Regions from separate parts of the Sus scrofa genome. Here region 1 is linked to region 2. A link is a contact called in public Hi-C data. All regions are on one chromosome and are shown on one strand. Each heading gives the region's core, a stretch centred on a gene start, on an enhancer-like site or on the middle of the called end of the contact. The rest is flanking DNA. Distances are from core to core; before and after follow the strand shown.

Evidence for each region. Hi-C and Micro-C count contacts between places; a contact is called where the count stands out from the background.
Region 1: a contact with region 2 is called in a Hi-C map of liver, with 6 times the contacts expected there. The contact joins two enhancer-like sites. A contact is called at or near these places in 4 of 47 Hi-C or Micro-C datasets (liver and skeletal muscle).

The regions. Positions count from the first base shown.
Region 1 is chr9:17,768,480-17,774,894 of Sscrofa11.1, reverse strand. The region is part of intron 17 of DLG2 (disks large homolog 2); the gene reads left to right. Among named protein-coding and RNA genes, the nearest start is that of CCDC90B, 320 kb to the right of the region's middle. Within about 2 kb of position 3,099, at least 3 of the 83 cell types and tissues checked have an H3K27ac peak or open chromatin away from gene starts, as enhancers often do. A contact at or near this core is called in liver, where this site is marked.
Region 2 is chr9:17,625,294-17,631,378 of Sscrofa11.1, reverse strand. All of the region lies in intron 20 of DLG2 (disks large homolog 2), which reads left to right. Among named protein-coding and RNA genes, the nearest start is that of CCDC90B, 180 kb to the right of the region's middle. Within about 2 kb of position 3,743, at least 15 of the 83 cell types and tissues checked have an H3K27ac peak or open chromatin away from gene starts, as enhancers often do. A contact at or near this core is called in liver, where this site is marked.

The DNA of each region.
Region 1 (6,415 bases), core at 1,850-4,349, 140 kb before region 2:
ATTCTTTCTATGGAAGTCCTACGGTGCATTAATGCCCACTATGTTGTGATGCCAGACCTGCTATCCATTTAAATCTCTTTTTCTTCCATGGACTTTAGCTTGAGCTTCATCATTGTTTTTTCACTTCATTTCTTTAGAAGATTGTGAAGTGAGTAGGAGGCAGGGACCACGCTTCCCCCACTTTCTTCAATTTCTGCATATGCCTGCTAACAGACCCTGGACCACCTGGAAAGAAGTCAGCTAATTATGAAGAAAGCACTAATTTCTCCAGCACAACCCTAAAAATTTTAGACAAACCCTTTCCATTTTTGGACCAACTGGCACACAGTCTTTTTCGTGTTCTGGATGATTATTTGTAAAGACCATATAGATACGCCTATTTGTGTCCCAGGGGCTCGGAAACTAAAATTCAGTCTAAACCTCAGGATTGACAGAAATGAAAACAGAATTCTGTTTATAAGTGAATTAGAGAATGTATTGATGTCATACCAGCTCTGTGTCCACCAGCCTCCAGCGCAGCATGTCAGCTTGAATATCATATATTGGGCAGCTATGAGAAGAGTAGATATGACAGAGTTTGCATATCACCTTTAAATGGCAATAATTCCATTTCAAAGGGCAAATGAATGGAAACATGCGCTTGAAAATTCATTGGATACACGGAGAAAAAGTTAATCTTACCTTTAATGTAAAAAAAAAGACAAAAGCTTATTTTGAGAAATCTTTTAAAATAAGCCTTCTGTATTCAGTGTGTTTATATTCTCTTGATTTATTCCTATAAACCCATGCAGCTTTAATTATGAAAAGGCAAATTGCCTAAGGAGATATACAAGCGTGACCGTATGTCCCAGGTTGCCCAGGCCAGTTCCAGTGGAAGAAGATTACTGACTGTAGGCAAACTGGGCTGGAATGAGATTATTGTGTTGTTTAAGATCTGGTTGGAGAGGGAATAAAAGAGACTGTTTGTCATCTGTGTGTATAGATTGAATGGGAACTGGCCTAGAAGACGGAAGCTCTGGCTTTGAATTGTGCGCATTCCATTTCCCAGCAACGTGACTTTGGGAAAGTCATGATCCTTTCTTGGTATCTTCTCAGCCCATGGTAGGACCTTGTGCCCAGTACGGGGATCACTCTTTAGATGGTTACAATTGTTTCTAGAGGAAGCCACTTGGGGAACAAGAATCTGAAAATCTTATTAGATAAAGATCAGATAAAGAAACCAGGGATGTATACATAGGTTCACAATTTAGCAGAGCAACTACAATGATAACATTATTCAAACAAGAGAGCCTTTTAAGGAGATGCATGACTATGAACTTAGTATAATTGCAGAGGGCAGAAGTAAGTCTCTTGGGGGGAGGAAATTAAAAGAAAGAAATTTCAGTTCTCTGTAAAGAACTTTTTGAGAGTGAGTTCTTGTTTAACAATGATCTAAAAAACAGTGCTGGTGAACGCATTAAGCAGACAATCTGACACATAAATGTTTATAAAAATCATGGGGGAGGTGGTGGATCAAGCTGGGCAGGAGCCTGAGAAAAATCCCAGTGGAATGTAAGAGTGCTTGACTTGTCTCCCAACACATGCGCCCCTGTGTATGCCCTCTCCTTGTTTTTTTCACTCCTAAGATCTACACAGGTGACAGAGAACTCCATCCCCCTCTTTCTATAGCAGTGCACTCCTCATTCTCAAAAAACATCCAGAGAACTGCCACAAGGGCAATAGAGAGTATTTTCTTTAAGGCAATTTACCTAATGGTTGAACAAAGGCATGCCAGATCTGGGTTTCTTTTGTCTTCTAGAATGCAGTGGTTTGGGTTTTTATGATTGTAGTGTAAACAACACATGCATTTGAAATGATAAAAGGAAATGGCAAACCCTTTAGTCTTGAAATTCTCTCTGATCTCTCTTTTTTCAAGTTTGTTTAACCCCCAGATCACAATATCTGTCACATCCCTTAGATCATCCTTGGCAGAGATAGAGCACCCAGGAATCTAATCTTTAGCAAGAGTACCCCCAGTTTGTAGTTTTCTTTGCTCCAAGCTGTGTGCTATGTTGTAGCTGTATCCTTGTTTTATTTCTACAACATAAAGTCCGTCAAAGCAGAAACTGTGCCTCATCTGTTGTTGTATCTGGATTGCCTAGCACAGTACTGGACGCACAAAGGTAACCCAGGAACATTGAGGAATGAAGAGGAGCCCGTCTTTTCTCTCTTAGAACCAACTCTGCCAGCCTCTTCCGTGCAAATTCTCCTTCACACCCCGCTTCTGCTTTTACCAGTGGCTCCGTGTGCTCTTTCTGGTTCCTTAAGTCTTTTCTTCTCCAAGCTGAGTGGCATTTATGTGCACGTATTTTATTTTTCAATACTTCTAAGGTTCCAAAGAATTCCTTTTATTTCTTCCTTCTCTGACAATGGTTTGAAAACTAGTTGATTAATCAAGCATTAAGTCCCTAATTATTGAGAGCTTAGTGGCCCAGCACCCTGCTGGACACTGAGAAATTTCCAGCTGTGCAAAAAAGCCATGTTTTCTGTCCTCGAAGTCTAGTTGGAACTTAGGCAATGTATGTAGGATGGGAAAACTCACAATGCCTGCCGGGTTTCGGTAAATGATTAATAGATGTCAGTGCTTTCAGAAAACCTTTTCAAACTGAAAGACTCAGAATATTCAGGACATATACATTCTTCAGTTAGCTTTTCAAAGATAGTTGAGTGAGATCATGAGAAGTGAGGGACACAGGAATTTTAAAGAAGATCAATATACTTTCCAATCTGATATTTATTTACTACTTCAACAAAACTTCATTGAGAATCTGCTCTGTGCCAGCACCAGGCTAGAGACTGGTACCTGGGAGTTTTCTGAGGTCAGGTGTGATTTGGTCTTCCCTCATTTAATCCCAAACTACCCATGACCTCATTCATTCCTACAGCTTTAACTACTACCTTTTGGCATGCAAAGGCACCCAATTCTACCTGTCCACCCCCAGAATCTTCTAGTGAGTCTAATCTTGGATCTCATCTTAAGGGAAAGTGAGGTGTGACGATCTGGTCCACCCACTCTGTGCCAGCTGTTCCCACTCTTCCCCACCCGAAGGCACCAGAGACCATGAAACCTCCAAAAGTTATAATGTGCGGACATTCAATTCTTTGCTGTTACATAACCTCTCTAGGTAGTACACTTGTAAGTGTGAAAAACATATTTTAAGCGTTCCTCCACATCAGCGTTGCCAGTTTGGGACTGGAGAGCCTTGTGGGCTAACATGGACCGGTCTGCAGACCCTTTCTCAGTATTAATGACGGCGATACTGTGTTTACTCACTGAAGCTGTCTCGTGGGCCATATGCTATGCTAGGTGCTCTCTGTCTATAATAGTTCTTCCTTCTGATAGCTCTAGAGATCTCACTACTGTCATTATGTAGATGAAAATACTGAGGTCACAGAAACAGCTTGCCCAAGATTTGACGTCTAGTAAGCGGCAGGAATCAGTATGAGAACCCAGATCTGTTTGGTTCTAAACGCAGTACTTTTTCTACTACATTACAGCAGAAACAGGTTAATAGTTTTCATTGCCTCAGTTTTCCATTTGGATCTTTCGTTTGGAAAGTGGGGATAGATTCTCATCTCTGTCTGCCTTAGAATTACAATGCTCCTGACAACTGAGGTTTCTCAAAGAAAATCAACAGCCTGGGAGGTATTGTTCTCTAGCTGAAGAGTAGGAGGGATCCAGGCATGAAGGTTAATGGAATTACCAGCCCACAAGTGGTTTATGATCCAGGTGACACCTGACTCAGAGCACAGGATCTGCAAAGGAGCGTCTGGCTAAGCAAAACCAGTGAACTTTCCTTCATTTATTCACTCCCTCAGTTAGTACTTTGTGAGCTTCTGTTTTGTGCCACGCATAGAGTATCTGCATTGATAATGTAAATACAATATACATTTCTAAGAGGGTATCCTTCTGGGTCTCATACGTATTTAATAGCCAGCTTGTCTTGGGAATTACTGTACCTTTCCACTTTATAGGGAGGTTTCTGGCTGCAGTGGTGCAATAGCAGGAGGAACAGTGAAAACAACAGCTCTTAACCTTTGAGAGAAGATTTTGGCAGCAACCTGAATGTTATACCTACTGAGGGCGGTGTCTGTCTAAGTGGAAAAAGCAAAAGCACTTTGGCATCAAGCTGTCCGGGGCTCACCTCTCAGCTCTGACACTTAATAGTTGCTGTGTAATCTTAAATGATTTCATCTCTCGAAGCCTCAGTTCTGCAATTAGGGATATTGCTGCCCGTTGAGTTGGTCTTCACTTAATCATTACGAATTTTATGGAACATTAAATCAGGAAAACAGACTCCGCCTTGCGTATTTTAAGCATAAAGGATGTAATTCGTGATATTAATGTGCTTAGAAACTGTTGGAAGGATTGGAGGAATGATAGTGAGGGTGAGGCCAGATACATCCAAACTGGGAAATTTCAGGAAAGCATTGCCTGAGCCATAGATTTTTTGCAGCCCTGAAGCTGGAGGCTGACATCGAATTGTAGAATCTAAGGAAACTACAGCAGCTAAATTAAGAAACTAAGAAGCTATAGCATTGCAGAATCCTGCACTACCACCCTTCCACATCCCAAAACTCATGCATGTTACTCTGATTAGAACAATTGAGACTCTAATCGTGCTAACAAGAGATTCTGGGAATATGGTTCTCAGGCTTCCAGCCTGAGAGCATGGGAGAGGGTGGGTTAAGGATTGGTGCTGAGGACCAATATATGATAGCCAGAACAGGCACCTCTTATGTGGCAGGGATTGTTCTGCCAGTAGAGGGGGGAATAAAGGGACAAAGTCCCCTCAGGTGGCTCACATTTAATTATAGGAGATTAAATTAGTTACTGTGTTAACACATTTACTACAACCAGACATAGGGTAGGTACCTTAGAAATAACTGTTTTCTTCTTTTAAGTCCCGCATTGGCCCACTCTGTCTCCTCTTCATGAGGTTTCTTTTCTTTAAAAAAAAATTTTTTTTTTCTTTTTTGTCCGCCTCATGGCATATGGAGTTCCTGGGCCAGGGATCAGATCCCAGTTGTTGTTGCATTATTTACCACAGCATCAGCAACGCAACACCCGATCCTTTAGCACATAGTCCCTCCCAGGCCAGGGATCCTGATGCTGCAGAGCCACCCCTGATCATGTTGTGCCACAGGGGGAACTTCTCCTTGAGATTTTTGACAAGGTAAATAATTCACAGATTAGAAAGGGGAGAGCTGTGGGTGTGCTTTAGGGCCAGATAGTGAGGTTTTATTTGACACTGCTTGCCTTTTGCATACAGAGCCTCAGTTTAGTTTGTATTGACTTTGAAAGCCATTTAGACCTGCATCGAAGCATACATATACTCTCTCAATAGATAATATAGACCATCTTTCAAGACATTTATCAGTAGAGGTTTATATTAACTTAGTCCAAATATATTGAAATACTAATGTCCCACAGAGATGCAAACATTGCCTCCTCACAGTAGGCTTGAGGATGAGAGATGAACATGTCAGGGCATCCATTGATGTATGCTTTTACATGAAAGATTCATTTACTCTGTCTTGAGGATTTGCCAGTCACCTTCCTATCTGCCTGCAGCAGGAGGTCCACTGTATTTTGTACCCTGTCTTGATCCAGGCATGTAAGGTACAGTTGATTCACTTAACCCCCACTGAGGCAGCTGTGCGGTGCCCTGCCAAGTCTGGGGTCAGAGCCGTCTCAAGCACTCGTGGTTGCCTTTGTCCTTAATCCAGACTGTGAGCCACGGCAGGAGAGCATGAGCTTTGGAGACGTCTTGCGGAGTGTATGCATAGGGAGAGATGGAAGGAGAGAGGGAGGGAGGTCAGATACAGTTTTATCGCCTCTCTCTCTTACCTTCCCATCACTTCTTTCCACCTGCACCCACACACACACTAGGTACCTCCATCCTTTCTGCTCCTGTCAGTTCTGCCCTGATCATTTTTGAGTGTGCCACCTTAAATGTCACCATGTGACTTTATCTGTCTAGGGTCACATAAGCAGTGTTACCAAGGTGAAATACTACATCAGATGTACTCCTGGTAAAAAAAATACCTATAGGTAGCTTTCCTGAAAGTTGTTAGTTTAAAGAAACATGGGTCCTTATATACAAATATACACACCACCCTTGGTGACAGCAGCTGCTAGGGCTCGAGTTGATGGTGAACAAATGGGAACCAGAGCTCAGTGTCATTAGACTTTTCATTTTGGGGGACAGCCACAAATGTGGATTTTGAGGTAAAATGTTTTAACTGTTAGTTAACCCTTGATTTATATTCCTAAAACACCACAAAGTTAAAGAAGACATAATCGTGGGTCACACTTGGTTTGCCTGCTGCTGATATGTGACTTGCTTCATAATATCTTCTGTCTAGAACCTGA
Region 2 (6,085 bases), core at 2,494-4,993:
TCTGTAATTGACTTGTAGTCACCTGTCACGAGGAATTAACACCATAATGAATTTGCAGCATGTGTTCAATGCGAATGATAGAGTTCACCATCCCTCTTTCATGGAGAAAGCATTCTGTGGCATCTCCCATGCCCACAGGCCTTCGTGGAGGTGGTGTGCTGGGACACAAGCCCACATTACAGTCAGAAAATAAATAGGTGAATTTATGCTTGCTACTCCATGCAGGGAGTGAAAGGCAGGGAGCTCTCCTTTCCTCCAGCTGATCCCCAGGAGCTGACTGAGCTGCGTCTGCCCCGTTCTTAGTCATGGTCAGAGTCCACATTTGGTAAACAAAGGATGTGACTTTGACCGTAATTTCTAAACTGTGATAACTCTATAACTAATATTCATAAACCAGGAGTTTTGCTAAATAGATTATAAGGTTCATTAAATTCTCAAAAAAACCCTATGAAGTGAAGACTCTGTAGAACCATCCTTCTTGTCTCCCTAAGTGTTGACTAAATCATTTTATGATGATGTTCCCTAAATATACATAAACACAAAATTAAGTACAAATATGCTCACAGCTCTTATCATCTATAAAGTTAAAATAAACGTACAAATTAAATGCCAAATATATTTAGCATTTATATGTTATAGCAACAGAATTCCAAATCACAACATAAATTTGACTGATGATGCTTTAGTACCACTACCTCTTCACCCACAATGTGAACATGGGAGTGGCTGTCCTGCCATGTGGAAGTTTCTTTTGAATTGTACCTGCTGGGTGTTCCGTGAAGACTCAGCTCTCCCACTGCTATACTCACCGAGAAACCACTGCCGAAGCCCCAGACTGCCTCTCACTCCTCATCTACCCTGCCCCTAGCTCTGACCCTTTACTGAATGAATAAGTATGGACCTCCTTAATCTTATCTCTTGTACTACAGATGCCGTCCATGGCTGAGTCCAAACTTGAAAGTTTTCCTTGCCCACTTCCCTCTGCCGTACTCAGTTCTCCTCCCAGGGCACTGTCCTCAGATACGTGTCTGGGGCAGTGCCTCTGCCCAGCCCTCCTGCAAATTGAACCCTGCTATTTTTAATCTACTGTGAGTTGAGAAACCCAAGGAATAAGTAGATTCCCCCATTTAAAGTAAGTAGACTTCCCTGTGATGAAAGTACACAGGACTTTGATGGGTAGCTTTTGTGACTTCTCTGTCAGCTCCTCCTGCAGAATTTCTAATCCAGGTACTTGAAGTGGTTGATTAAATGACAGAATGGTTTCTGGACTCTATACATGACTTCTACAGGAAAATGTATACTGCTCACTCAAGTGCTCAGTTATTTCTTTTTTTTTTTTTTTTTTTTTTTTTTGTCTTTTTGCCATTTCTAGGGCCGCTCCCATGGCATGTGGAGGTTCCCAGGCTAGGAGTTGAATCGGAGCTGTAGCCACCAGCCTACATCAGAGCCACAGCGATGCGGGATCCAAGCCACATCTGCGACCTACACCACAGCTCACGGCAACGCCAGATCGTTAACCCACTGAGCAAGGGCAGGGATCGAACCCGCAACCTCATCGTTCCTAGTCAGATTCATTAGCCACTGAGCCACAACGGAAACTCCTCAGTTATTTCTTCAATAGATTAATTGTATCATGTAGAACAGAAAGATTCCAGTGCAGGCCAGCGCTGCCTCTTAACTGTCTTTCTTGCCCCTTCTCTGAGTTCCACCCTCCGCTAAGAACTCCATTCCATCCTTAAAGCTTCTCACATTCCTTTGTCCCACAGGACTGGGGAAGGGTGGAGGGGAAAAGAGGTAGTCTTGCGCCCCCAATGGGCAGAACTTCCATCTGCCCGAACTGAGTTTTGCTGTAGCTCCTACTCAGTCTTTAAATCCCAGCTTAAACAATGCACCTGAGCCTTCTCCAGCCTCTCTAGCAGCTGTGCTCTCTTTTGTTGCCCTCCCAGCTTGACATAAATACCTCCATCATTAGGACTCTACCAGTGTGGTAACTATTTGCTTAAACTGTGAGCCCCTCATTTTGTGTCCCTAGTATTTATTATAGCCACATTGTTGCCAAGGGACACACATTTGGGGGGCAGGGGGGGTGAAACTCATTCCACATACCATTCAGCAAGAGCCTGCCTGAGAGAAAGAGCTTTTGCAGGGGGTGCCATTTTCTGATTTGCACCAGACACTTTTGCCCTTGGAGCCCTAAATATAATGTTTGGCAAAAACAGCAAATGCTTGTGGAATAAAAAGAATTATGATTTATTGCACACTTACCATGGCTAAGCCCACACATGCCTGGTTGCATCCACAACTACAATAGGCTATGATAGAGGCAGTAGTATGCCATTCCTTGGGAATCTTCCAGTAATGGATATTGCTGTCAAATGTAGTATCCTCTACTAGAAAATGCACTCTTCAACTCCTGAAATGAGGGCTGAGAGTGGATTAAGAGTAATAATTGTTTATTTAGATGCTATTTCCTAGGTACTATGCTAAGTGATGCAAGTGTGTTTTCTCATAAATGGAACATAATTGTTGCATGAACAGCACTAAGATCCCTCCCGTTGAACCAGGGTAGTAGCAGAAGGAATGGGGCAAAATGACCCCAAAATGCACAAGGAGGGGATTAAGGATGGTGGCAGACTTGCTGGTGGATGCTTGGGGGAAAAAATTCCTCCCCACGTATGAAAAGTGTTCTCTTTGGCATTAAACAAACAGACTCACTCAGCGGTCCCTAGTGTCTAGCACAGAAATAACAATGAACCTGCTGGGCTGTGACTTAAACATGAATAGGAAAGGTGTGTGTGTGTGTGTGTGTGTGTGTGTGTGTGTGAGAGAGAGAGAGAGAGAGAGAAAGAGAGAGAGAGAAAAGGAGTGAGAGAAGGGCAGAGAGGAAGATACTATACTTAAAAGGAAGTGCTGGGGGTTTTGAAGATGTTTTTATTCCCTTGGGGTGTGTGTGTGGATTTTCATGGTTTTTATCTCTGCATTCTAAAACCTTAGAGGAATTCAAATCCAAGCTAAGTGAAAAATCTATATTTTTATCATCTGCTGTTCAAAGTTTCGCAAGTGATTTTCGATTTTTCTCTCTCCAAAGATAGAACCATTGAGAAACCCTTAGGCCACTCACATCAGAACTGTGATCTATGACTCTGATGAGCTCTGCTTGTCTTAGAAAAGTGGGAAATGCACCTTAAAGGAAATGTGTGGATGGACGTTGCGGTGTGAGCTAGACAGAAATGCGACACAGACCACCTCTCCACTCTCCTGCCACATGACCAAACTTCCAGTGAGAGTCCTAATCCCTGTGGCTCGTCCTACTAAAATGGGGCTATGGGCTGAGGGCCAGCAGTCTCAGCTGTAAGGCATTTGCCTCCATTTGTGAGTTACCCCTCCTTCCATTCAAGCATAAAGTGAGAATTACTCAACCAGGCACAACTTTACAAAGAATACTATTTAGTATTGTACTTTATTTGTTGGTCTGCCCACAATCACCCCTGAGACCTGAATGCTGCCAGTGACCTCGTGCTCAGGGTCTGGAGGTGACATCAGAGAGTGGGAGACAAAGGCTGCACCATCAGTTCCTAAAACTCAGTCATCATCCAAGAGGATGAAGCTGAGCACCTCTCCTAGTTGAAGGATGGAAGAAAAGGAGGGAACAGGTGGCGGGAGGAAGAGGAAACATCTTCACAGCATAAAGGACCTTTGAGGTCATCTCATTTATCTCCCTGATTGACAGAAGAGGAAGCAGATGCTCAGGGAGGCAAAGTGACTTTCCTAAGCTCGTAGGGATAGGAGGGGCCAGGGCCAGGATTCTCTCCTCTGAGTTTCCGTAGTGGGTATATCCGGACTATCTGCCTGTTGTCTGCCACTGGACAGTAAGCCCATAAGCAAAGCAAGTTACCTCTCTGAGCCTCACATGTTACCATTGGTGGTGATGATGATGGTGGTTGGGAACTAGGGATTATAATTAAATTCATAGTACAGATAAGGCAAATAAATCCTAGAAAGATTCAATAATTTGCCCCAAGGCCGCATAGGCTAGTGAATTGAATCAAACATTCCAGCCAAGAAGACTCTCAGAAAGAAAATGTGTCTAGCAGAGAAGTGGTGTATCTGGGCCTGTCTGACGCCCAGAGATAAGACTGGGCTCTTATCTCTTCCCGGTGCTACTCCTCACTGAACAAATACCTGGTGTCTCTAGTGAGTCTGGCCTCGCCCTGTGGCATTATATGCCTCCATTTGAACAAACTAGACTGTGAAACAAAGTCCTTGGTCCCTCCCCTCCTGTCTGCGATAGGACATAGTTCAGATCTCCCTGCCGCAGAGGACTAGCAATCAGCCAGTTCTTGCCTCAGCCAACACTGCTTCTGCAACTGCTCTGTACTCAGCCCTGGAAAAGTGCAAGCAGGAAGCAAACTAGTATCGAAATGTTGGCTCTGGTGTCTGAGAGAGCTCAGTTTGAATCCAGATTTTGTCACTTCCCAGCTAGGCAAATGATGTTACCTCTCTAAGCCTCAGTTTTCTCATTTGTGTATGTGTAATAGAATAGACAAAATGTGTGTGTGTGTGTGTGTGTGAGATGTAATTGTGGGGCGGATTCAATGAGATAATTAGTACAAATGTTTAATAAGATGTGTACTGACCTGGGCACAGAGAAGAGCTCAATAAATCTTATTTGCCGTTATTACCGTCAATGAGTTTATATTCTAATTGGAGAAAAGACACACTTGAGCTACCAGGGAATAGTCAACACTCTGCCTCATTCCTTTTGCTGGTGGAATAGATAACCCCGTTTCACTTGGTGAATGATAATTATCCTTCAGTATCTAGTTCACGTTTCACTTCTTGCTCCCCTCCACAGCAGAGCTTACTCTGCCTTCCTGATGCCTTTCCAGTACCCTACACACACTGTCATATTGTATTTGTAACTTAAGAATCTCTCTCTGTCACAGAAATAAGAGGTCCTTGAGAGTTTACTACAGTTCCAGTTCCTCGCACAGCACCTGGCTTATACATGATAAGCGTATATTTGGTGCATGATAAGTGGATGCAGCTGCCTAGGAGGAAGGGACCTGGAGTAGTTAGGAAAGCCTTCTCTCAAGAAAGGTTCATGAGAGATGAATAACTTCAGAAGTGCTTGGACAGACAGTGGTGGAAACAGGGAAAGACAGCATTCTGTTACTTTCTGTTGATTTGAGTGAGGGTCTTTACCTCACACAGGTAAGGGGAAATCACTTACCACTTCCCTGCTGGCCTCATGGCAGCACATCACCTTCAGGGTAGGTGTGCAGAATCAGCCAGGGAAGACTGCCCCCAGGGATTGCCGAAGAGGAAAAGAGCCCATGGGGAAGTTGTGAAAAAACTGGCACTCCTGGGAATGAGGAAATGAATTTGAGGAAGGGCAGATGAGCATCTTACTACATAATAGTGGAAAGCATTCATTGTTATCACTGACCCTAGGGGACCCATCACAGAAATCTAATTGCATGAACCATTTGAAAAGAATAAAGTAAGAAAGGTTATGTTCCAAAAATAAAGCATAAAGTCCCACAGAAAGTAATTTGCCTGGAGAAGTTCTCAGCAATGGTTAAAGTGCCTCTATGCTGCAAGCAGGTTGGAATGCATGCTTGGATCTTGGCAAGCAATCAGAGAAAGGCAGCATTGCCTAGTGGTGAAGAGCTCAACTTTGGAGCCCACTGCGTGGGTACGAAACCTGGCTCCTGACTCACAGTTGTGTAAACCCTGAGCATGTAACCACCTGCTCTGTGCCTCAGTTTCCTTACATGTAAAATGTAGACAAAACTTGTAGCCACCAAATAGAAACTGATGATATGTGGAACACATTTAGAATGGCTAACGCATGTAAGTCACCTAGAAAAATGCCTCCCCAGTGGGTAAGCATTTAACAAGTATTAGGGGGGATGTGCTATTACGATTAGCAAGTCTGTGTTAACAGTTTTGTTCCACACATCGCTCTGGGGCACTGTGGAAATGCAAAAGAAAACTTATATAAGATCCTAGTCCTTACAGAGTTAGGCTGAAGATAAAAGATGAAACTAACATCAGCAAGGCAGTCAGAAAACTGAGTGAA